Linked DNA regions of Mus musculus: regions 1, 2 and 4 are each linked to region 3. Evidence: chromatin contacts called from public Hi-C, HiChIP or PLAC-seq and promoter capture Hi-C data. All regions are on one chromosome and are shown on one strand. The core of a region is the stretch at or near the end of the contact, and the rest is flanking DNA. Distances in the headings are between cores, read along the strand shown.

Region 1 (4,669 bases), core at 558-3,057, 740 kb after region 3:
CAAAGGCAAGAGCAGATGTGGGTTTTGATTCCAGATCAATGGCTTGGGGGCAAGTTATTTTAGCGGCTTGGACTTCCAGTCGTCCCCTGGCTTGTAGAATGGGGGATCCTAACAGGAGCTTGGCTTGTTGGCTGTTTGTCACAAACCCTCAGAAGCAAACAGGCTAAGAACAGGACTGGTTAACTCAGCAATCTGCTTCACATGCAGTAAGCACTCAATAATAGCTTTTATTATAATTGCCACGGTTCAGAGGCGGGGAGGTGTGAAAGGCAAGGGAAGGGCATGGGGACAAGGGGGACATGGGAGAGGTGGGACAAAGGAAAGGCACTCTAACCTGTGCTGGGGCCGAGTCTGGGAAGGGGATGAGCCTGCTTGTACTCCCGCACATAAAGTGCCAGATATTATCAACACAAGCAGCAGCCATGGTGGGGTTTCTGGGTCTGTCTCTGAGGCAAACTGTACCGTGCATTATAGGTAGGCAGCGTCCAATGTGAGTCGAAGAAAGCCTGCCTGCCAGGGCCAGGACTCAAGGAGTGCACTGAAATTGAGGATGACCATAACAAAGAAATAAGAGATAAGAGGTGTCCGCATTTCCAGGAAAGAATGTAGCATGCCTGGTAGTTGGGGAAAGCTGAGGTTGGTGCGGGGTCCTTCACTCACCAGGGACTCAGTGTTGAGGGATCAGCAATGAGGATAAGTATGTAGAGAGAAGGGGACAGGGTAGATAAAGGCACCAGGTGGGGTTCTGGCCTGGCCAGGAAGGAAGATGGGTAGCTAAGGTAGGTAAGGACTGGACTTCTCCGAACGCCCTCAACTTCGAGCTAGGGCATCTAGGCATAACCCTGAGCACAGTCCAGGCTGGTGGCACCCCTCCACGGGGATGACCCTAAGGACCTGCCCCGACTGGTTCCCCATCACACCAACGCATAGTCGAACTGCCCGCGTTCGAGCGCCTCCTTGTGGTCGGTCCAGGACGAGGCGGGCATGCGGCTGTAGGGGTCTAGCAGTATGCGCACACAGCGCACCATCAACAGAACCAACACCACGAGCAGGCAGAGCACGAAGGCGAACACCGTGCGTTGCTCGACGTCCAGGCCCGCGCCCACCGGGGGCCCCGTCGACGGCGGCAGCGGCTCCGGTGATAGTGTCCACGCCGAACTCATAGCTCACATCGCCGCGCTCTGAGGAGAGAGGGGTACCCACCCCGGGGTCCGCGGGGATGAGGCTATGCCCTTCCTGCACCTCCATCCACCCCTTCTGGAGTAGCCCCTTTGCTGTATCCCACAGCATCATCTCTGTCCGTGTTGTCGTCTCCGGGCTACGCCCATGCCCCGCCTGTGCGCTCCGCCGCCACAGCCACGCGGGGACTCAACTCCAGCGGTGCGCGCAGGTGGGGTCGCTGAGAGCCGGGACAGGTCAGCTTAGATCTGCCCAGCCCGCGCACAACAGGTGCGATCGCGCTGGGACAGAGACCAGAGCTGCACTGTTTGAACTGGTCCCCGCCCCGCTCCCTTTGTTCTCCAAGGCCCAAGACCCCCCTCCCCCACCGTAGCCGACTCCCGGGCTACAACGCGCCCCCCTCACCCTTGGTCCTAGACGGGGACCGGCCGCCCTGCAGCCCCTCTCTCTCTCTCTTTCTCGGAACTCGTGCGCTGCTTTGCTCTGGTCTTCCCGGGTGGCAGTGGTAGCGGCGGAGGCTGTGGCAGCCCCGGCTCAGCCCACCCCACCCGCCCCTGGAGCGGTGGAGACCGAGGGAGGAAGGAGAGCCGCGCGCCAGCCCAGCCGCCGCGGCTGTTCCCATGGCGACGAGGGCGGGGCTGCGAGGGGGTGGTGGCTGTGTTAGGAGCGGTGCCTGGGCTTGTGACCCCGCCCCGGCCTGCCTATCGGAAGGCTGAACCTTCCCACCGCTGTGCCAGCCCAGACAGCCTCAGCTTCCAGCTCCTAGAGCACCCAGGACCTCGCCAGGACATGGGCATTTACGCCTCTCCCACGGAAGCCTCTCCTAACCTCGGTGTCTGTATCCGTATTCTTCCCGGGCAACCCCTTACCCCAGTCTCTGTTAGTTAAGCCCCGAAGCCTTAGGGAACCCCGAATTCAACTGAGACCCCAGACAGCTGGGATGCTTATTCTTCCCACAAAAGGGCAGGGTGTTGGCCCGAGAAAGCAGCACTCTCTCTGGCTACAATCCTTCACTGACCTAGGTCTCTGACAGGCCCTCAGTCCCAGCCTTCCCAGCAGAGAGGTACACTTCAAACCGTTCAAACTGCTCTTCTGCGCTTTGGTGTTTTATTAGGTCCAGATCTTAGGCTTATGTACAGGAAGTAAGAGCACTGATTTAAAAACAAAAACAAAACAAAACAAAAGGACCTAAAGTGGCTTGGAAGGCAATGCCAGTGGACTACTTAGAACAGCAGGCCAGGCCTCACCCGACAGGAGTCCTGGGCTGGGGCCTTCTGACACTGCCAGCAACCCCTGTGACGGACGCACTGGGAGACAGTCCCCATCCTGCTAGACACCCCAAGCTCTTCCCTTGTCCAGCTGGTTTCACAGCTGCCCTGAAGAACTTGGGGCAGAAGCTTGTTCACAGCTGTATCAGATGTGGCAAAGTGTCTCTGTGTGTCTGTCCCATGATGGTCTAGCCTCGAGCTGCCTAGACTCCATTGCTGCCCTCAGAGGATCTGCTCTGTGCTGGAGGCTGAGATGTCCAGAAGGCGCCAGGCAGCATAAGGGTTGAGCTCCTCCTGGTCTCTGCAGAGTGCCCACACGTACAGCATTCGCTGCACCTTGTCCTGTGAAGACCGGGCAGGGTGAGGGGTCAGGCTTGGTGGGTGTACAGAAAGAAGGGCTACTGAGGGGGACAGGGAAGGGGTTCCCGGGCTGCTGGCTCTGGTCAGTGGTCAGATGAAACGGTGCTCTGACTTCAAAAAGCTCTCAATTCGTACTTGTGGTGCTTCTGCCTGGCTCTGTGCTGGGGAGGCGTGCAATGCACAGGGCCCTGTATGTGAGAAGCACTCCCAAACCTCCATTCCCTTGATTACCACTCACCGGGTCACCATCATACACCTCGCCTTTGGAGTTCTTGATCACCATCACCACCTGGGCCTGAAAGGTAACGATCAGCACTGGGCCCTGCTCCATCATCTTGCCCATGGCCAGCTGCAGGAAACACACAAGTACAGGCCTCAGAACTGTACACCTCCACCCAATGCTCACAACCCTGGAGATGAAACGCCCCAAAGTTGCACTCTGTACTTGTCCTATAGTCTGACACTTTGCCGTGCTAAAGGTATGGTACCACCCTCCCCGACTTTAGAGGAGTGATTTTTTTCCAATGAGCTCCTTCTCATGGGCAACTCCAGGCCTTCAACTGTGGGATTTCTCTGTTCCCAGACTGGGTCCATGCAGGTTCATAAAACCAAGGGGTGAAGGAAGGCAGGAAGTTGGCTCCACTTTGCCTGCAGCTCCTACGAGGTAAGAAGTTCTGGTGACGGAAGCTGAACTGCCTGTTAGGGGCCCACGCTGCAGAGGCAGGGGCACCACTGCCAGTGGAGCTCAAGGGCTCAGCACCTGCCCAATAACACAGGATCCTGGATGCAGGATGAGCTGCGTCCTGATAAACACGCTTGAAAGTATCATGGAAAACTCATTAAAACACCAAATGAAATAAGCATCCTAGCCAAGTACAGGTAAGCAAAATTAGCTTCATTTTGTAATTAATAGGTAATGCAAAGCCTATTTTTATTTTGATACAGGGTCTCAGGTAACATAGGGTGGCCTTACTCACAATATAGTTATGAATGGCCTGAATCCCACTGCCTCAGCCTTCAAATGCTGGGATTATAGGCATGAGCTACCACACCCACTAACAAAGAGTATTTTACAATAAAGTCATTTAGCTCAGATTACCCTTAAACTCATGGGATCTTCCTGCCTCAACTTCCAGAGTGCTTGAATTCTAGGTGTGTCTCTCGATGCCTGGCTCACCGCATAGAATTTTGTTTTTATTTTTCATTTTTTGTATGAATAGCATGTGTGCTAATATGTGCACACAAACACAGACCAGCCCTCTCCTCAAAACCAACCAAACATCAACCAATCACTCAAGCCACATTGTTTGGCTGGAAATCACTTACACTTCAAGCGCAGAAATACGGAAAGCTTTGAGAGGCAGGTCAACAGTTTTGTTTGTTACCATCCTAGGAATTCAAGCCGGTGCCTTACAAATGCTAAGCCAGGACTCTTAGCACTGGCATATCCCCAGGCCTTGTCTTACTTTCTCTTTTGAAACTGTGTCACAAAGTTACCTAGATGAGTGTGGAACTCACTCTGTAGCCCAAGCAGCCCTGCCGTGAGTATGGGGGATCGGCAGGTCTGGCTTCATTTATAGGCTATGTCAGCTGCTGCTTCACTCTGACTGTCTGCTTCCTTGGGGATGACTTACGTCCACATTGCTGATGTCCAGAATTCGGGAGTGGAACTGGAAGCCCAGAGCCTTGGCCTGCTGGATAGGGTGGGCCAGCTGGCTGTAGGTCTGCAATGAGAGGCAATATGCCCATGTAGTCAGCCACTGATAGGGGTTGGGTTACACCCAGAGGTATAGCCACTTTTATATGCCCTAACACCCAAACTGGCAGAAGCCAAGAGCACAAGTCCAAGCCCAGAAGGATGC
Region 2 (4,705 bases), core at 1,458-3,957, 830 kb after region 3:
GTATATATTAGGCAAACACTCTACCACAGCCCTCGTTTTTACTTGATATTTTAAGGCAGATCCTTTTTTTTAAACAAATAAGTGTCTTGATTTTTTTTATTAAGCAGGAATGAACTTATTTATGACAGGAACACTTTTTTTTTTTTAAGAAAGATTTATTTCATTTATACAAGTACACTGTAGCTGTCTTCAGACACACCAGAAGAGGGCATCGGATTCCATTCCAGATGGTTGTGAGCCACCGTGTGGTTGCTGTGATTTGAACTCAGGACTTCTGGAAGAGCAGTCAGTGGTCTTAACCGCTGAGCCATCTCTCCAGGCCACTAAGTTGCTCTTAAACTCACTGAACTCACTGCAGTCCAGGCAGACCTTGAATTTGGATGTTTAAGCTATCCATGCTCGCTTGCTCTCTCTCTCTCTCTCTCTCTCTCTCTCTCTCTCTCTCTCTCTCTCTCTCTCTCTCTCTCTCTCTGTGTGTGTGTGTGTGTGTGTGTGTGTGTGTGTGTGTGATATTTATTTTCATCTGACTCTCCAAATGCTAGGATTACGGATCTGTGTCACCGGTTTTATGTGGAAGTAATGTTAGAACCTTAAGTTTCATACATCCTAGGCCACGTTCCCAGCCTAGCACTTTGTCTTTAATTCACATCCTTGGGACCTTTGAACATCCTGTCTCCTACTCGCAGTCCTGTCTACATCTTGAGCAGACAAGCTACTCGCTTAGACTTCCTCTCCTCTTCCCTATGAAGGGTGCTAGTGGGTCAAGCCCTGACCCCCAAGCTGGGGAAAATGGGCACACATTCCTAGTAACTCCCCCTGACACTTGGCTTCAGTAGGTTCTGGTTTGCCACGCTGCGTCTCCAAGCCTGTAGCCACGCTGAGCAGCGTCCTAACCCAGCCTCACCCACCCAGATCCAGAAGCCGAGGAACCTGAGAAGCTCATGGATCTGAAGGGTAGGGGTGAGGGCTTGCATCCCCTCTACAAGAAGACTCCATCTGCTGCAGTGGCTGGATTGCACGCCACACCCTCGGAGTAAGCCCCACCCAGAAAGCACCCCCTGGTTTCATAAGCTCTTCTGTTTATATCTTCCTCATTTGAAAACTGGCTGTAAAGTTCTACCCACCAAAACTACTCAAATCTACACCATCAAGATTCATCCTCAGGTGCCATTCCTCAAAACTCGCCCCCTGGTGCTATTCTCCAAACACAGACCAAAGCTTTATGACTTGCTCTGGTGTGTGGAACTCTAAGCTCTAATCATCCTGGGGGGCCTTAAGCTTCACTCACCTGCAGCCGGCCAGCACCCTCCACTGCCCCGCGGAGTGGGGTAGGGGGTGGGAGAGGGCAAAAGACCCCGACTAAGTAGAATTAAATACAACAGGAGGTTCGGAGTGTGAGGAATACCCAGAGAAAGGACGTGTCGCTAGCTGCGGATGCGAGTGATGAAAAGTTAAAAGCGGTTAGTTGTGAGTTCTTGTGGCAGGCCTCCCCGTTCCTCCTCCCCGCCCCGTCCAGCCCCGCCCCATCTTCCTAAACACTTTGCCCCTATCCCCCAGAGGGTCAAGTTAACCAAAGGAAAGAAGAAATGCTTTCAAAATGAATCTTGTTTTGCTTCCTGCAGACAACAGACGCTGTCACCTGGATCCTGGCTTCACATTCCAAACCAGAACATTACTTTCTTTCCAGTGTTGTGGTTACAAACAGTTTTGTTAGAATGGCTTTCATTCCGTATCACTCACTGCCCCACTGAAAGTGTACCTTTCCAGACCGGGAGCTGGCTGAAGGAGTTTGCTGCAAAACTTGATGACCTTACTTTGATTCCAAGCTCCACTGACTCTGCAAAGTTGCCCCCAGATCACCATGGTTCTCATGTCCCCAGCCTCCCAAATAAATACAATTTTAAAAGTGGGCCAGCAACTGGAATTTTATTCAGCAACTAAAAAATAACATTATGGTCCAGCACTTGGGAGGCAGAGGCAGAGGCAGTCGGATCTCTGTGAGTTCAAGACAAACCTGGTCTACAAAGTGAGTCCAGGACAGCCAGGGCTCTGTTACGCAAAGAAAGTCTGTCTCAAAAAAAACAAACAACAAAAACAAACAAACAAACAAACAGGAAAAGAAAAAGAAAGAAATTATGAAATTTCAGGAAAACGTGTTAAGGCCAGGACAGAGCAAGAGAGCAAGAAAAGGCAAGATGGCTCCGTGGCTCAGTGAGTAAAGGCACCTGCCACCAAATCAGATGACCTTTGTTTCATCCCCAAGACCCACAAGGTGGAAGGAAAGAATAGATTGTTGTCCTCTGACCCCACAGATACGCCATGATTTATGTGTGCCCTGTTCTCATGTACAAAATAATAATAAAAATTAGAAATAATAAAACTTTTAAACGCAGCTAACTATAAAAAGATCCGTGAGGAGATGGAATAAAAAGCTTGTAAGGGAGAGGGCTGCGGACAGTATTGGACCTCACATAATAAGGTATTGGGAGGGGATACTGATTGAGAGGCCTGGCTGCATAAAGTGCCTCAAGGTTCATGGGGCAGGTAACCTGCAGAGACAGATGTAAAATAGGACTTGGTCTATCTGAAGGAGAGAGAAGTCCCAAGTCTCACAGAGCTGGTAGAGAGGAGGAGCAGGAGGAGGGAGGGAGAGAAGAGAGGGGGCAGGTCACTGCAGGGTGGGGCTCTGACTATAAAGAATGAAGCCAGTTCACTGATCCCATAGGCAATACACGCTACAAGCAGGCACCAGCTCTCAGGACCAGAAAGGCATTGGTGAGTCTTTTTCTGACTACAGCAGAGGCTAGAGCAAGTCCTTTGCCATCTGCCTCTCTTTCAGAGAGTTCCAGGGGTGGCTTGAGATACTGATGTCTTTCCTTCCACTTTTATAGGTGGCCCCCTTAAACCTTCAGGTATCTGGAGAGGAGATCTAACCTTCACTATGAAACTGTGGCTTTTTGCCTGCCTGGTTGCCTGTTTTGTTGGGGCCTGGATGCCGGTTGTCCATGCCCAAGGTATTGTCCTTAGCTATACCTACCTTGCCCCGGTTTGGGCATATTGCTTTCTCTTCTCACTTGTCCTTCTCCACTTGTTGAAGTCTCCCTGTATTCTGTATCCTTTGAACTCTTCAGTGTCTCTTGGGAGGTTGGGCATAACAAGAATTCCTGGTACTACTGGAGGTAGATGGGTAGAGATGAAGTGTCCCCAGCTACTTACTCCCAGATCCCTCACTTTCATTCTGAAGTGCTTCCTTTGCAAGACTCAAGAGGTTTAGGGGCTGCAGGAACCTGAGGGTGGATTCCAATTGAGGAGAAATTCACTTAGCCAGAAATGCATTTTGATGCCCTTCTTCTGCCTAGTTAGGGGATGTGAAGTTAAGCTCAGAACCCTGAAGACTCTCCAGACTGCATTCCCTGCCTTTCCTCCCTGTGTAATCTAGGCAAGGGGCTAAGATTATTCTGTGTGGGACTCAGTGTCCCCATCTGCTAAGCAGGAATGAAAATTTAAGGATCCAATGAACTGCAAAATACTCTCAGCTGCAACAGGATTCCCAGCCCTGTGGTCAGGGAACCATCTTTGTCTTCTTTCTTGGCCTCCTGGAAAGCAGGTACTGGAGGATTCAGTTACCCAAGGCCAGTTCTCAGGGGCATGAAGCATCCCCCAAGAGTCCTGTCACTGGGTGCTTCATCTCAGAAAAAACTGTGAAGTCCCAGCAGGTGTCAAGGCAAAATCCCAGGCCAGGTTGAGGACCAGGATCCCTGCTTTTGCCTTGCCTGCTCTTCTACAGACAGGTCGTGCACCTTCAAGCTTCCACCGTACCCATAGAAAGCCAAGCTTGGCTTTTTTTTTTTTCCCATTCTGCTATCTGGGCCACTCCCAACCTCTGCCCTTTGATCCTGGGAGAAAAATGGCCCCCAGTGTTGGAAAACACCTGTCAGGGATCCCTGAAGTCCCATTTCTTATCTGACACCACTGCCCCTTGTCCTCAAGAGCCAAGGTGGAGCAATGGCAAGGAGGATGAACTCTGTCCCTGAACCTCTACTAGGCTCTACTTGTCCTCAGATCGAGGAACCCACTGTCTTGCCAACTTTCTTTATTCATTTGCTTCTCTCCTCAGAACTTTCTAGGATCATCTCCTCCTCCTTGGGCACCTCCTCCAGCTCCAGTGCACCTTCTTTCATGTAGATAACATTTTTGGCTTCCCTACCAGGTTGAGATACTCCTGAGCATTAGGTCTAATTCATGTCTGTGTTGTATGGCTCTTTGGTACCAAGAAGAAATCTTTAAGCTCTTGTTAGACTAACAGGGGAATCGGCAAAGAATGGCTAGGTCAGTTTAGCAGCCACTGAGATGAGTATAGAGAGGAAAAGGGATTTAAGTTAATTCAACATGGGGACAAGCTGACTCATACCTGGAGCTGAGATGGTCAGGAAAGTTGAATAACCTGTTTATATTTTTATCCAACTTACATTTATTTATTTATTGTGTGCGCGTGTGTGTGGATCAGTATGCACAGTGCCCATGTGGAGATAATTTGCAAAGTCTTTCCTTTCACTCTGTGGATCCATGGGGTCAAACTCAGGTTATCAGGCTTGGTGGCAAGAGCTTTCTCACTATGTGTAACTCACTGTCCAGGAACTCACTATGTAGACCAGGCTAGTCTCAAATGCTTAGAGATCCTCCTGAGTGCTGAAATGAAAGGCAT
Region 3 (5,294 bases), core at 883-3,382:
GCATGCATGTTACATGTATCAGAGGACAAACCACAGGAATTGGTTCTCCTCCTTCACTGTATGGATCATAGATCTGAACACAAGTTACCAGCTTTGCAGCAAGTGCCTTTACCTGCCACACCATCTCACTGGCTTCCTCCCTCTCTCATACCATCTTTTATTAAAAACCATTTACTTATTTAGGGGTGAGAGGAGGTTGTGCACAGCACAGTGTGTTTGGAAATTAGAGACGACTTGTGGAAATCAGCTCTCTTCGTCCACCATGTGGAGTCATCAGGTTTGATGGCAAAACTTTTATTTCCCCTCTGAACCTTCTCACATGTCTGTTAAGATCTTTCCTTTGAGAGTGAGCTTGAACGTCTGCCCAGTGTCCACCACCTGAGAGCTGGGCTTATAGATAGATGCATACTATCACCTCCATTGTATGTGGTCCTGGGGGTAGCAATCAGGACTTCCTGCATACTATGCAGTCACTCTACCAGCTGAGACACACATTCAGCTTAGGGGCTTTTTCAAGACCACCCTAATACCCAACTACAGCAGGGACAACAGGGTCCCCCTGTACAACCCTCCATGTTTCCTCTATACCTATTGCTACTTGCTGTCCATACACAGACCATTCATATTCCTCACTATCACTAGATAGACAATGACCACTTGATTCTCCTTGATACCCAGCCCCCCAGACTCCTTACAAGATGTTTGCTGGGTAAATTCTGCCTCCCTGCTACCCCACAGTCCTCTGTGCTCTCATCTAGGAAACTACAGCCTGCAGGAATGCTACTTCTTCTTTGTACCCTATAAGACACCACACACATACACATGCACACACACACAAGGCAAATATACATAACTATCCAAAAGTCAGTGCAGCTAGGTGGCTGCTTGGGACATTCCCTTCATCTCTTGAGAATTCTAGATTGAGGAGATGGGAGCCCGAGGAAGAGCATACTTGTAGAAAGGAACATCCAAAGACTGGGAGGCAGAAAGGACCTGGAGAAATAGCAGTGGTGCCAGGAAGTCACAGGGAGAATGTTCGGGGACTCTGCCTCATTCTGAGGCACTGGCAGTGGATGTGTGCACTCTTTCCCACATGGATAGAAGCTCTACCACAGGTACATTACTGTCACCCAGGCCCTAAGCAGCCACACTGAGTCTCGCTGCAACACTTGGATATCACGCAGGACCCGTGGATGCAGGAGTTCAGGCCTTATGCCCACTAACTCTTTTACACTGTTCCAGCTGAGATGCTGGGTTACTAAATACCAGTCTAGGCTTCTGGCCCGCAGCAGAAGGCACTGAACCAATGAGCCTGAGACCTGCGGCCACATCCGGGGATAGGGAAGATTTCTACAGTGAAGCAAGCCACAAAGCAAAGGTCCAGAAATGAGACCCAGAGTGGTCACATCAGAGCAACAGCAGGATGTCCAGTTGGCCGGACCTAAAGAGCACTAGAGGTCAGGACCATCTTTCATGCTGAGTTCGGGGAATCGTCTCTTTCCAGCACCCAGGAGGTACTGGCACAGAGAAGAGTGAGCTCCAGGCCTACATCGAGCAGTGCCAGGATAGCCCCACATCTGGCAAGTTCCGTCGTGGCAGTGGCTCAGCTTGTAGCCTTTTCTGCTGCTGTGGAAGGTTGGAGCCCCAGATCTGGGTTGTGGATTGATTAGAGGCTGGGGGAAGAAGTGTGTGCCAGAGAGACTGGGTGCCTCTTTTTTCCATTTCTCTCTTCCAGGGACTCCCCGGAGGACCATTCGCTGCTGGTGAACTGATCCAAGATGATTGCCACTAGACTTTATCCCCATGTACTGCTGGGACCCCAGCTTATTTATTTTTAGAATTTGCTTTAAAAGATCTGCGTCTGACAGGCCTTGTGAGGGCTTGGGCTGATCGAATCGGACACAGGGGAAAGGGAGGGCATGTAGGGCGGCTGTTAAATAAAAGGGAATGTAAATGCGGTGGTCTAATTTGTAACAGGTGAGGCAGCCCTTTCATAAATCGTCAGCTCCTTTAAGAGGCCGCCACACTAGGCATGGCTGGCGCAGTGCGACCTTCCAAGCATGGCGGGAGGCGGGGATGGGGCGTGTCCTGCAGCGGAATAATTTAAAGGTGCCGCGTCTGAGGCAGCGGGCAGAAAACTAGGGGTGTTGGCCGAAGCTGGGTGGACCTGGTTGCAGCTCCTGAATGGTACGAGTTTCCATCGACCGAGCAAAGGTGTCCCTTCGAGGACTGTTAGAGAGCTTCAGCTTTGCCCCGGATCGATTTGTCCTGATTCCGGGTAGGTCCCGACTTTTTGATGCTCCAATACCACCCCACCCCCATTCCTAAGTTCCTTGTCCCGGTGTTTCCGCATCGGTAGTCAGATGCGACCTGGAGTACGGAATGGAAGTAGTCAATCTAACAATTTTCCAGGTAACATCTCAGGGCCCTGCGATCCTTCTAAATTCCCATTAATAATAGTCTAAAGGCATCAGAAAGATCTCCAGCGTCCCAGGAGAGTCCCGGTAGCGTTCCTACCTTCCCCGGTATCTTCCTGGAAGCTCCTAGACTCCTAAGTAGTTATGTGTATCTCCGGATCTCAGTAACTTTCCAGTGCGTCGTTCCTCCTACCCTCCCCCAATTCCGGCGTCCCTGGTTACACATCCTGCATCATTTCACTAATCCCAGGGATGCTCCGCACCGCGAGACCCGGTAACTTTCCTTTTACGTGACAGTTAAATCTCCAAGCCCGAGCCTATAACACTTTGGGAGCTCATCTTACTCCGATGGCCCTAGAGCCCCCTTTTCAATAGATTGCACAGCAGTGCTTCCAGTGCACGCCCCAGCTTCCTTGATGGGCCCAGGCTTGGGTCAGGAGCCCAAAGTCCAATTGTCCCTCAGCCTCCTGGCTTACAGGTCCTGGTTTCTTCTGGAGTGAGACATCGCGTCTTTACAGGGTGTAGGAAGGGGTCTCGCCTAAGGGTTGGTTAATCAAGAGTAGTCAGACATACGGAAGGCCAGGCTAAGGAAGGAACCACTGCCAGAAGAGATCATGGCTTAAGGGCACCTGCCAGCGAGCTGCTGACTGTGGGTGCCAGGACGGCTACCCTTTTGGCCACAGGGTGCAGATGAAAACGTTACGGAGTCTGGTCCGCCTTATGCATAAGTGAAGTAGGACAAAGAGCTGGGGGCTGGTCTCATCCCTTGATCTGGGCGGGGAAATCAACTTGCCCCTATCCTTCTGTCTAGCAGTACCCCTCTAGACGCTCTCACCCCAACCCCGGCGAATGGAGGAGTCACTCCAGCCAAAGGTATCTAGGGGGCGTGGCTTGTGAGACGAGCTAGGGGTAAGGAGCCTGTAGGCGCTGCTGGGTAGGCTTGATTGACATCTTGTTCTGGTCCCTTTTGCTCCTCGATTTCCAGGACTGCAGGCTACAAGACCTGCTACCTAGTCCGAAACAATCGATGGAGGCCCCACTGCAAACCGGAATGGTAAGAGTTGGGGAATTTTTGTACCGGACTACAACTCCCGGCGGTCTTGCCGTGCACCACGCGATTCTCTCTCCGAGAACCAGGCATGTGCAGGTGAAACTACGTTTCCCGGCATGCATAGCGGGAGACCTAGTCTCTCGGAAGGCTTAGTTGCTCCCCCCACGTAGGGGGATGGGAAGGAAACCGCATTGACCCATTCTGCAGATGGGGACACCGAGTCACGAACTGAATACAACCTCCTCCGGGGCAGAGGTGATTCAAAAGACCCTGGAGGAGGGCTTGGGGAGACGGATATGCGTTGCCCAGCCTGTGCCGTTCGTTCCGCAGGTGCTGGGCGTGATGATCGGGGCCGGAGTGGCGGTGCTGGTCACCGCCGTGCTCATCCTCTTGGTGGTGCGAAGGCTGCGGGTGCAGAGTGAGGATTCGGGGGGAACCTTTGAGGGAATACTATAGGGATGGAGGGGAAGCTGCAAAACCTGGAGAAACCAAGCGGCTGGGGTGGGGATTTGTTGAAGCCTGCGTGGAGCTCAAAGCACCATCTTCCCTCCACCCCCTTCCCCGTCCCCAATCCCCAGAAACTCCAGCCCCGGAGGGTCCCCGGTATCGGTTCCGGAAGCGGGACAAAGTGCTTTTCTATGGCCGGAAGATTATGCGGAAGGTGAGTTCCAAGACCTACTGCTGGTCTGGCTGACCACAGCAGCCCAGCCCTTTCCTATTTACACGTTAGTGACCCTCTCTGCCTTCTTAGATCTCCTTAGAGCTCTCCTTCCTCTCCCTCCAATTGACTCAATATTCTAAATTCTCCCAGGTGTCACAGTCCACTTCTTCCCTGGTGGACACATCAGTCTCCACCACTTCCCGGCCCCGCATGAAGAAGAAACTGAAGATGCTTAACATTGCCAAGAAGTAAGGCAGACTCTGAGTGTATTGGGTATGAGACGGGTCAGCTCACACCGGAGTTTTTGCATTTCTAAGTTCTTGAAACATACTGATTGTCTGGGAAATATTCCCATAGTAGAGGGACATCTCAAGGCCCTCAGTTGGCAGGGGCTATCTCAGGGTTCTGCCATCTCAGACATGACACTTCCGGTGTGGGCGTGCTGGTCGCTTAAGGCTTGTCTCATAATGTTTCCCAGTTTCTGGAAGCTATCTGCCGTATATTTAGGAATCTACACCTATTGGAGAGTTTATTCAACGCGGCATGTTGCAGTTATCTCAGATATTTGCATGACTAGGTGGAGGGGCTGTTTCGAAATTCTGTTCTCCAGGGAAATCATTCTATCCACACAGGAAAGCATCTCTCTTGGAGTTGTCTGTGTTGTTCACCCTGTATAGTTCTTTGCCCTGTGGGGGCTAGCTCACATAGTGTGTGTGTGTGTGTGTGTGTGTGTGTTGTTGTTGTTGTTGTTGTTGTTGTTGTTGTTGTGTGTTGTTGTCATCGTCGTCATTGTTGTTATTTGCTTGGGTTTGTTTTGATTTTGGGCTTCAAGTCCTCCTTCATGTTGGGATTATAGGTATGTGTCAGTATGCCTAGTTTATATGATCCTGAGGATTAAATTCAAGGCTTTTTGCATGCCAGGCAATCATGCTGCTAACTGAGCCACATCCCTATTCATTCACTCATTTTTTGCAGAAAGCATTCTGCCACTGAACTATCACTAACCCCTACTTTACTTGAATTTTTTATTACTTAGAATGTATTTACTGTGTATGTGTTTGTATGTGGGCATGTACTCTTTTTGTTGTTGTTGTTTTGTTTTGTTTTTCGAGACAGGGTTTCTCTGTATAGCCCTGGCTGTCCTGGAACTCACTTTGTAGACCAG
Region 4 (5,348 bases), core at 1,382-3,881, 670 kb after region 3:
GGATCGCAAGCTTGAGACTAACCTACGTGACTGTCTTAGTTTCTTTTCTGCTGTTGTGATACAGTGTCCTGACAAAAGCACCTTCAGGGAAAAGGGTTTATTTTGGCTCACAATTTTGTGTCATTCCATCATGTCAGGGTGGTCACAGCAGCAGAAATTGTGGGGACACATTGAGTTCACAATCTGGAAGCAGAGAGCAATAGGCTCACTTTCTTTGAGTCCCACAGTGAGTCTTCCCACCTCTATTAAACTAGTCAAGAGAACCCTACCAGCCATGCCACAGGCCCACAACGCTGATGAGTTAGAGTGTGAATATCGATGAACCTCAAGAGAATATGTTTGGGTGACTAGTACCTGTGTGGATGTGGTATGTCTGAATGTGAAGGAGTACATATGTACCCCCAAGAGCATAAATCTGACAATGTGTGTATGTGTTGTATATGTGTTTCAGAATATATGTATATATGCCCAAGTAGGCGTAGGTGAAACTGTATGTGCATGAATGTGTGTGAATGTGTATATATCAGAGTATGTATGCGTATGAAAGTGTATGAATAAGGAGAGGTGGGTGGAGTCCATCCTAAAGCTGGGTCCTCTCTCCTTATCAGGTACTAGGTAGTCCCAGGCTACCTCATTATCCATAGGTGCCTTTGCCCTGAGCTCTCAATGCTCTCCAAATTCAGCAGTAGTTCTGGAACCCTCATCCTGCCTCTACTATCTTTTCTTTCCATGTTCTCCCAGTTCTGGAGACTAGCTTTGCCTAGGAAGATCATTCTGCTTTAGCACTTTGTGACCACAGCCCTGTCTAGCCACAGATTGACACTGCAGGAGATCCTGTAGCAGCCCCACTCTCTGTCTCTGTCTCTGTCTCTATGTCTCTCTCTGACTCTCTCTTTCTCCCTCCCTCTCTCCCTCTCTCCCTCCTTCTCCCTCCCTCCTTCCCTTTCCCCACCCAAACCCCCCCCAAATGATTAACTCCTAGTTCAGCAGTTTATAACTGCTGATAAACCTTTGGGACTGGTCATCCTCAGCCAGCCTGGCACTCACCGAAATCTATAACCCTGGGCTGGGGTGGGATTAAAGTGCCTGCTATACAAGGTTTAGGACTAGTGTTCCACATAAATATCTTTAGAACCCACATAAATATCAGGTGGTGGCAGTCTGCCTGTACTTCTAGCTCACAAGCTCTGGGTTTTGCTTGACAGACCCCACTTCAATGAATAAGGTGGAAGGGTGGTCAAGAATGATTCCTGACAAGGCTAATTCAACCTCAGGACTCCACATTGCAAGTAAACACACACACACACACACACACACACACACACACACACACGAAAACCAAAATCCAGAGTTTTCTGCTCCCAAATAGAGTTGGGGAAGCCCTCAGAGCTGTCCTTGTCCTAAAGGGATAGAGGTTCCTGAGGAGCAAGGATTCTGAGATTCTCAAAAGCTGAAATGAGAGCTGTGAAGCCCCAAGATCCACCTGCAATAAGGCATCAGTGGAGAGAGGCCCAGAACTAAGCTCAGGACTAAGGTGAAATCCAGCTTACCTGGGAATCCTGGAATTGATTGGACACTATAAAAAGGTGCTTACTGCAGACAGGTAAACAGTGTTCTCTCACATTGTGTCTGTTCCCCACTACCTAAGGAATCAGATGTTCCCTTTGCAGGGACCATGTGAGGCCCTTTCTGTGGCCATGAGTCAGAACTGGGTCAAGTTGGGTTCAGGCACAAGGAACAGACTTCTGGAATAGAGCACAGAAGGAGGTGGGCAAGTGTGAAGGTACCATGCTATGTAATCAGAAATCAGGAGCAGAGATTTCTTTCTGCCTCTACAGCCTGAGGTTCTCAACCCCTGCATATGGCCTAGGTTCACCAAGAGGAACTATAGCTAGACAAAAGGAACATGCTCCCCAGGCTCCACCTTCCCCCCCAGAGCCTTTCCTTTTTCTATTTTAATGTGTGTTTCTGTGGGTATGGGCATGTTCATGTGTGTGAGTACAAGTATGTGTGTACCATGCTGTGCATATGGAAGTCTTAAGAATAACCTTGGGTGTCAGTGTCTGCTGTTGGTAGCCACTCTGTACACCAAGCTAATTGGCCTACAAGTTTCTAGGGATTCTCCTGTGTCTATCTCCCATCTCACTGAAGGAGGGGTGAGATTACAAAGTGTGTGTGCTACTATGTCCAGCTTAGGTAGACCGTCAGAATCCAAGCTCATGCCTTCATTGGCATGTGTTTTATCCACTAAGCCATTTTTTTCAGCCCATTCCAAAGCATTTTATGATCCTAGAAATGTTCCCTACCAGGAAAATGCCAACTCCACCTCCAATCCTCTACATGCCTCAACAGACCCCAGGAACCTCAACTCTCAGCAAGACCTACAGCTCTAGCCCCAGGATAGATCATAATGGCCTACATTGGTGGACAAACATGTCATATGCTATATGTAATATGCTTGGTTCACAACCTTCCCTTTGAAGGACCCTAGTCTCTAGAGACCAGAGAAGTTCAGTGACTACCCTAAAATTCACACAACTCATTGGCAGAGAGCCAGGCTTTAAATACATCATTCTACATCAACACACACCTTTTTTTCCCCCACACAACCCCCACCTTGGTTTTTCGAGACAGGGTTTCTCTGTATAGCACTGGCTGTCCTGGAACTCACTTTGTATACCAGGCTGGCCTCGAACTCAGAAGTCCACCTGCCTCTGCCTCGTGAGTGCTGGGATTAAAGGCGTGCGCCACCACGCCCGGCTAACACACACCTTTTGGTTTGCTTTATTTCTGTATGTGTGCAGAGTTGCACATATGTGAGTAAGTGCTCTTGTGGAGATGGGAGGATAGCCACAGCTGCTGTTCTTAGTTGCTGTTCACTTTGCTTTGTATATGTCTTATATCTTTATTTTAGGTGTGTCTGTCTGAATGTACGGCATGTGATTTCCTTAAAGAGGAGTCTAATCCCCTGGATCTGAAGTCACAGGCTGTTGTGAGCCACCTAATGGGGATGCTGGAAACCAAACTTGGAAAGGAGCACTAAGTGCTCTTAACCACTGAGCCATAGCTGAGGTTATCCCCTTGGTTTTTAGTTGTTTTGGGTTTTTTTATGTTATTGTTGTTGCGGGTATTATTGTTGTTGTCTATTTAAGACAGGGCCTCTCAATGGTCTGAAATTTACCAGTTTAGCTAGGCTGATTGGTTAGTACACTCAAGGACCCTTCTGTCTTTACCTCCCCAGCATTGAGATAAAGCACACACTACCACACCAGCATTTTCACATGAGTTTTCGAGATTGAACTTGGGTCCTCATGCTTATATGGCAAATCCTTTACAGACCGAGCCATCTCCCAGCCTTCAGCCTTTGTTTTTGTCACCGGACAGGCAAAAATCAAGCGGTCAGTGTCTTCAAAAGTCCCCAGAAGGCTAGGCAGATGGCCCCAGGAAAAGTAGTAAAGAAGGCTTGGCATGTGAATATTGGAACCAGGATGCCCCCTCTGAACCTCAGCCCACCCCCACCCCCATGCATTCCCTAGGGTACCAATTCCTGGCACTTTGATGTGGCCTTGGCTTTCCAGGCCAAGGAGACATTACTGCTCCAGCCTTTGACAGCACCAGACAACAATAGAGAATAACTGCTTGGTCTGTGCCAGTAACATACTGTTCTTGAGACAGGGCAAGTCAAATGCTACCATGAGGCACCCAGGGCAAGCCACAGCAGAGGACAGAACACTGTCCAAAAGAGGTGACCAGAACAGGGGTTTCTGTGCCCCCCTGAAGTTTCACATTAGATCCTTAGGCCCTCCAGTGACAGGAAACCTCTGGCACAGGCCTTGCTGCTGGATTTGAGCCTTGGTTGTTGGTTGTAGCACATAGAATCTATAGTACAAGTAGGGGTGGACCAGGAATGGAAAGTCTGCAATGATGGAGTATTCTCAGGGTAAGCAGACAGACTTTGCTGGCTCAGAGCTGACAGGTCAAGGTAGACATCTACCTAGTGCTAACGATATGTATCTCCCTAGACAGAGCTGTAACCTGGCATCCCCCTGGCTGATGAGCCTGCCCACCATGGCAAGCCCCACTCTGAGCCCGGACTCCTCATCTCAAGAGGCCCTGTCAGCACCCACCTGCTCCCCAACCTCTGACTCCGAGAATCTCAGCCCAGATGAGCTAGAACTACTGGCCAAGCTCGAGGAGCAGAACCGGTGAGTGGGGGAGGGAGCTGATTCCTGGCTTCCTGGGACCATTCACACTCAAAGCTAGACCTGGGCTACACAGAATAACAGCTACCACAAGATGTTTAAAGAATGGTTTCTCGCCGGGCAGTGGTGGCGCATGCCTTTTATCCCAGCACTTAGGAGGCAGAAGCAGGTGGATTTCTGTGTTCCAGGCCAGCCTGGTCTACATAGTGAGTTCCAGGACAGCCAGGGCTATACAGAGAAATCCTGTCTCGAAAAACCAAAAAAAAAAAAACAAAAAAAAACAAAAAAAAAAAAGAATGGTTTCTCTTTGATCCTCCCCATGTGGGCTGGATAAATTGATTTCTTCATTCAGAAGAGGAAATCTTCATTTCAAAAGGTCAGATAAATCTAGCTTTCCTTTACAAGGCCATTTTTTGAAGGAAGATGTTAAAGCGCCCACCTGCCCCTATCTTATAGGTGTTGGATTTTGGGGTTGGGGAGGTCTTTGAGTTTTCTACCTGTAGAATCTCCTTACTGGGAATTCTAGGCAGAACCTCTACTGCCTAACCGCACTTCCAGCCCCTCACTGTGGGATTCTAGGGAATGCTATACCACAGAGTCATGCTCTCAGCCCCTCAATGAGGTATTCGAGGCAGGGGCTCTACTAATCCAACAGATCGGGAGACACTGGCCACTAAGAAAAAAGGAATTACTTACCATTCCCAAAAGGAGAAGAGGCAGACCTGTCAGTCAAGAGGCAGACAAGAGCCTGGGGGAAAAACACTGGCAAGAACCTTTATATTGGTTCCCATGGGCAGCAGTGGATGAAACAGGGCAAGCAAGCATTCAAGTCACTGACTTGAAGCATTTCAGTCTGGCCCCAGATGCTGGGTACTCAGCCCTGAGGTGATATGAGCAGATGGATAGTGAGCATCAAGCAAAAGCTTGATGGAGGAAGTGGTCAGGGTGTGGGCTCTGGATTGGTTTATTTGTATATGGGAAAGTTCACTCACAGGCAGACAGCCCATTCCTATCTTTAATAACTGCCTAGCCCTAGGAAGAGCCATCCCAGGCCCTCCATCTCTCCAGAGTATATAAAGCTGTCAAAAGTATCTGAAAGCATCTCAGCATGTAGAAGGCTACAGCAGGAGGATAAAGAGGGTGAGG

Evidence for each region. A called contact is a pair of places that touch in the nucleus more often than the background predicts. HiChIP or PLAC-seq counts read pairs in DNA pulled down with a chosen protein or histone mark. Capture Hi-C pulls out chosen DNA fragments and counts their contacts.
Region 1: a contact with region 3 is called in a Hi-C map of LSK cells, with 6 times the contacts expected there. The contact joins the promoter of Ctxn1 here to the promoter of Pnpla6 in region 3. A contact is called at or near these places in 17 of 39 promoter capture datasets (the 3T3-L1 cell line, the C10 cell line, the HPC-7 cell line and 9 more), 1 of 15 datasets of contacts at CTCF or cohesin (large pre-B cells), 10 of 484 Hi-C or Micro-C datasets (B cells, CD4 T cells, LSK cells and 5 more), 17 of 115 datasets of contacts at active chromatin or transcription factors (astrocytes, bone marrow-derived macrophages, effector CD8 T cells and 8 more) and 4 of 9 other capture datasets (adipose tissue, embryonic stem cells, liver and 1 more).
Region 2: a contact with region 3 is called in an H3K4me3 HiChIP or PLAC-seq map of bone marrow-derived macrophages, with 5 times the contacts expected there. The contact joins the promoter of Ccl25 here to the promoter of Pnpla6 in region 3. A contact is called at or near these places in 3 of 39 promoter capture datasets (hippocampal neurons, liver and pre-B cells), 1 of 484 Hi-C or Micro-C datasets (CD8 T cells) and 3 of 115 datasets of contacts at active chromatin or transcription factors (bone marrow-derived macrophages, embryonic stem cells and pro-B cells).
Region 4: a promoter capture Hi-C map of adipose tissue shows a contact between it and region 3, with 5 times the contacts expected there. The contact joins the promoter of 4932443L11Rik here to the promoter of Pnpla6 in region 3. A contact is called at or near these places in 4 of 39 promoter capture datasets (the HPC-7 cell line, hippocampal neurons, liver and 1 more), 2 of 484 Hi-C or Micro-C datasets (CD8 T cells and muscle stem cells), 1 of 115 datasets of contacts at active chromatin or transcription factors (astrocytes) and 2 of 9 other capture datasets (adipose tissue and macrophages).

Annotation. Positions count from the first base shown.
Region 1 is chr8:4,257,467-4,262,135 of GRCm38.p6, forward strand. It overlaps Ctxn1 (cortexin 1), which reads right to left and starts at 1,808. Exons shown (of 2, transcript NM_183315.2): 1 at 1,585-1,808; 2 at 180-1,181. The coding sequence starts at 1,163. The coding sequence ends at 915. It overlaps Timm44 (translocase of inner mitochondrial membrane 44), which reads right to left. Exons shown (of 13, transcript NM_011592.2): 11 at 4,442-4,531; 12 at 3,046-3,156; 13 at 2,265-2,789. The coding sequence ends at 2,670.
Region 2 is chr8:4,346,881-4,351,585 of GRCm38.p6, forward strand. It overlaps Ccl25 (chemokine (C-C motif) ligand 25), which reads left to right and starts at 2,708. Exons shown (of 6, transcript NM_009138.3): 1 at 2,708-2,775; 2 at 2,892-3,014. The coding sequence starts at 2,942.
Region 3 is chr8:3,513,279-3,518,572 of GRCm38.p6, forward strand. It overlaps Pnpla6 (patatin-like phospholipase domain containing 6), which reads left to right and starts at 2,133. Exons shown (of 35, transcript NM_001122818.3): 1 at 2,133-2,278; 2 at 3,232-3,290; 3 at 3,403-3,471; 4 at 3,799-3,886; 5 at 4,047-4,129; 6 at 4,280-4,377. The coding sequence starts at 3,267. It overlaps Mcoln1 (mucolipin 1), which reads left to right. Exons shown (of 14, transcript NM_053177.1): 13 at 1,505-1,635; 14 at 1,736-1,954. The coding sequence ends at 1,772.
Region 4 is chr8:4,179,466-4,184,813 of GRCm38.p6, forward strand. 4932443L11Rik (a long non-coding RNA gene) reads right to left here and starts at 2,632. Exons shown (of 5, transcript XR_003947498.1): 1 at 2,307-2,632. Evi5l (ecotropic viral integration site 5 like) reads left to right here. Exons shown (of 20, transcript NM_001346730.2): 2 at 4,023-4,205. The coding sequence starts at 4,069.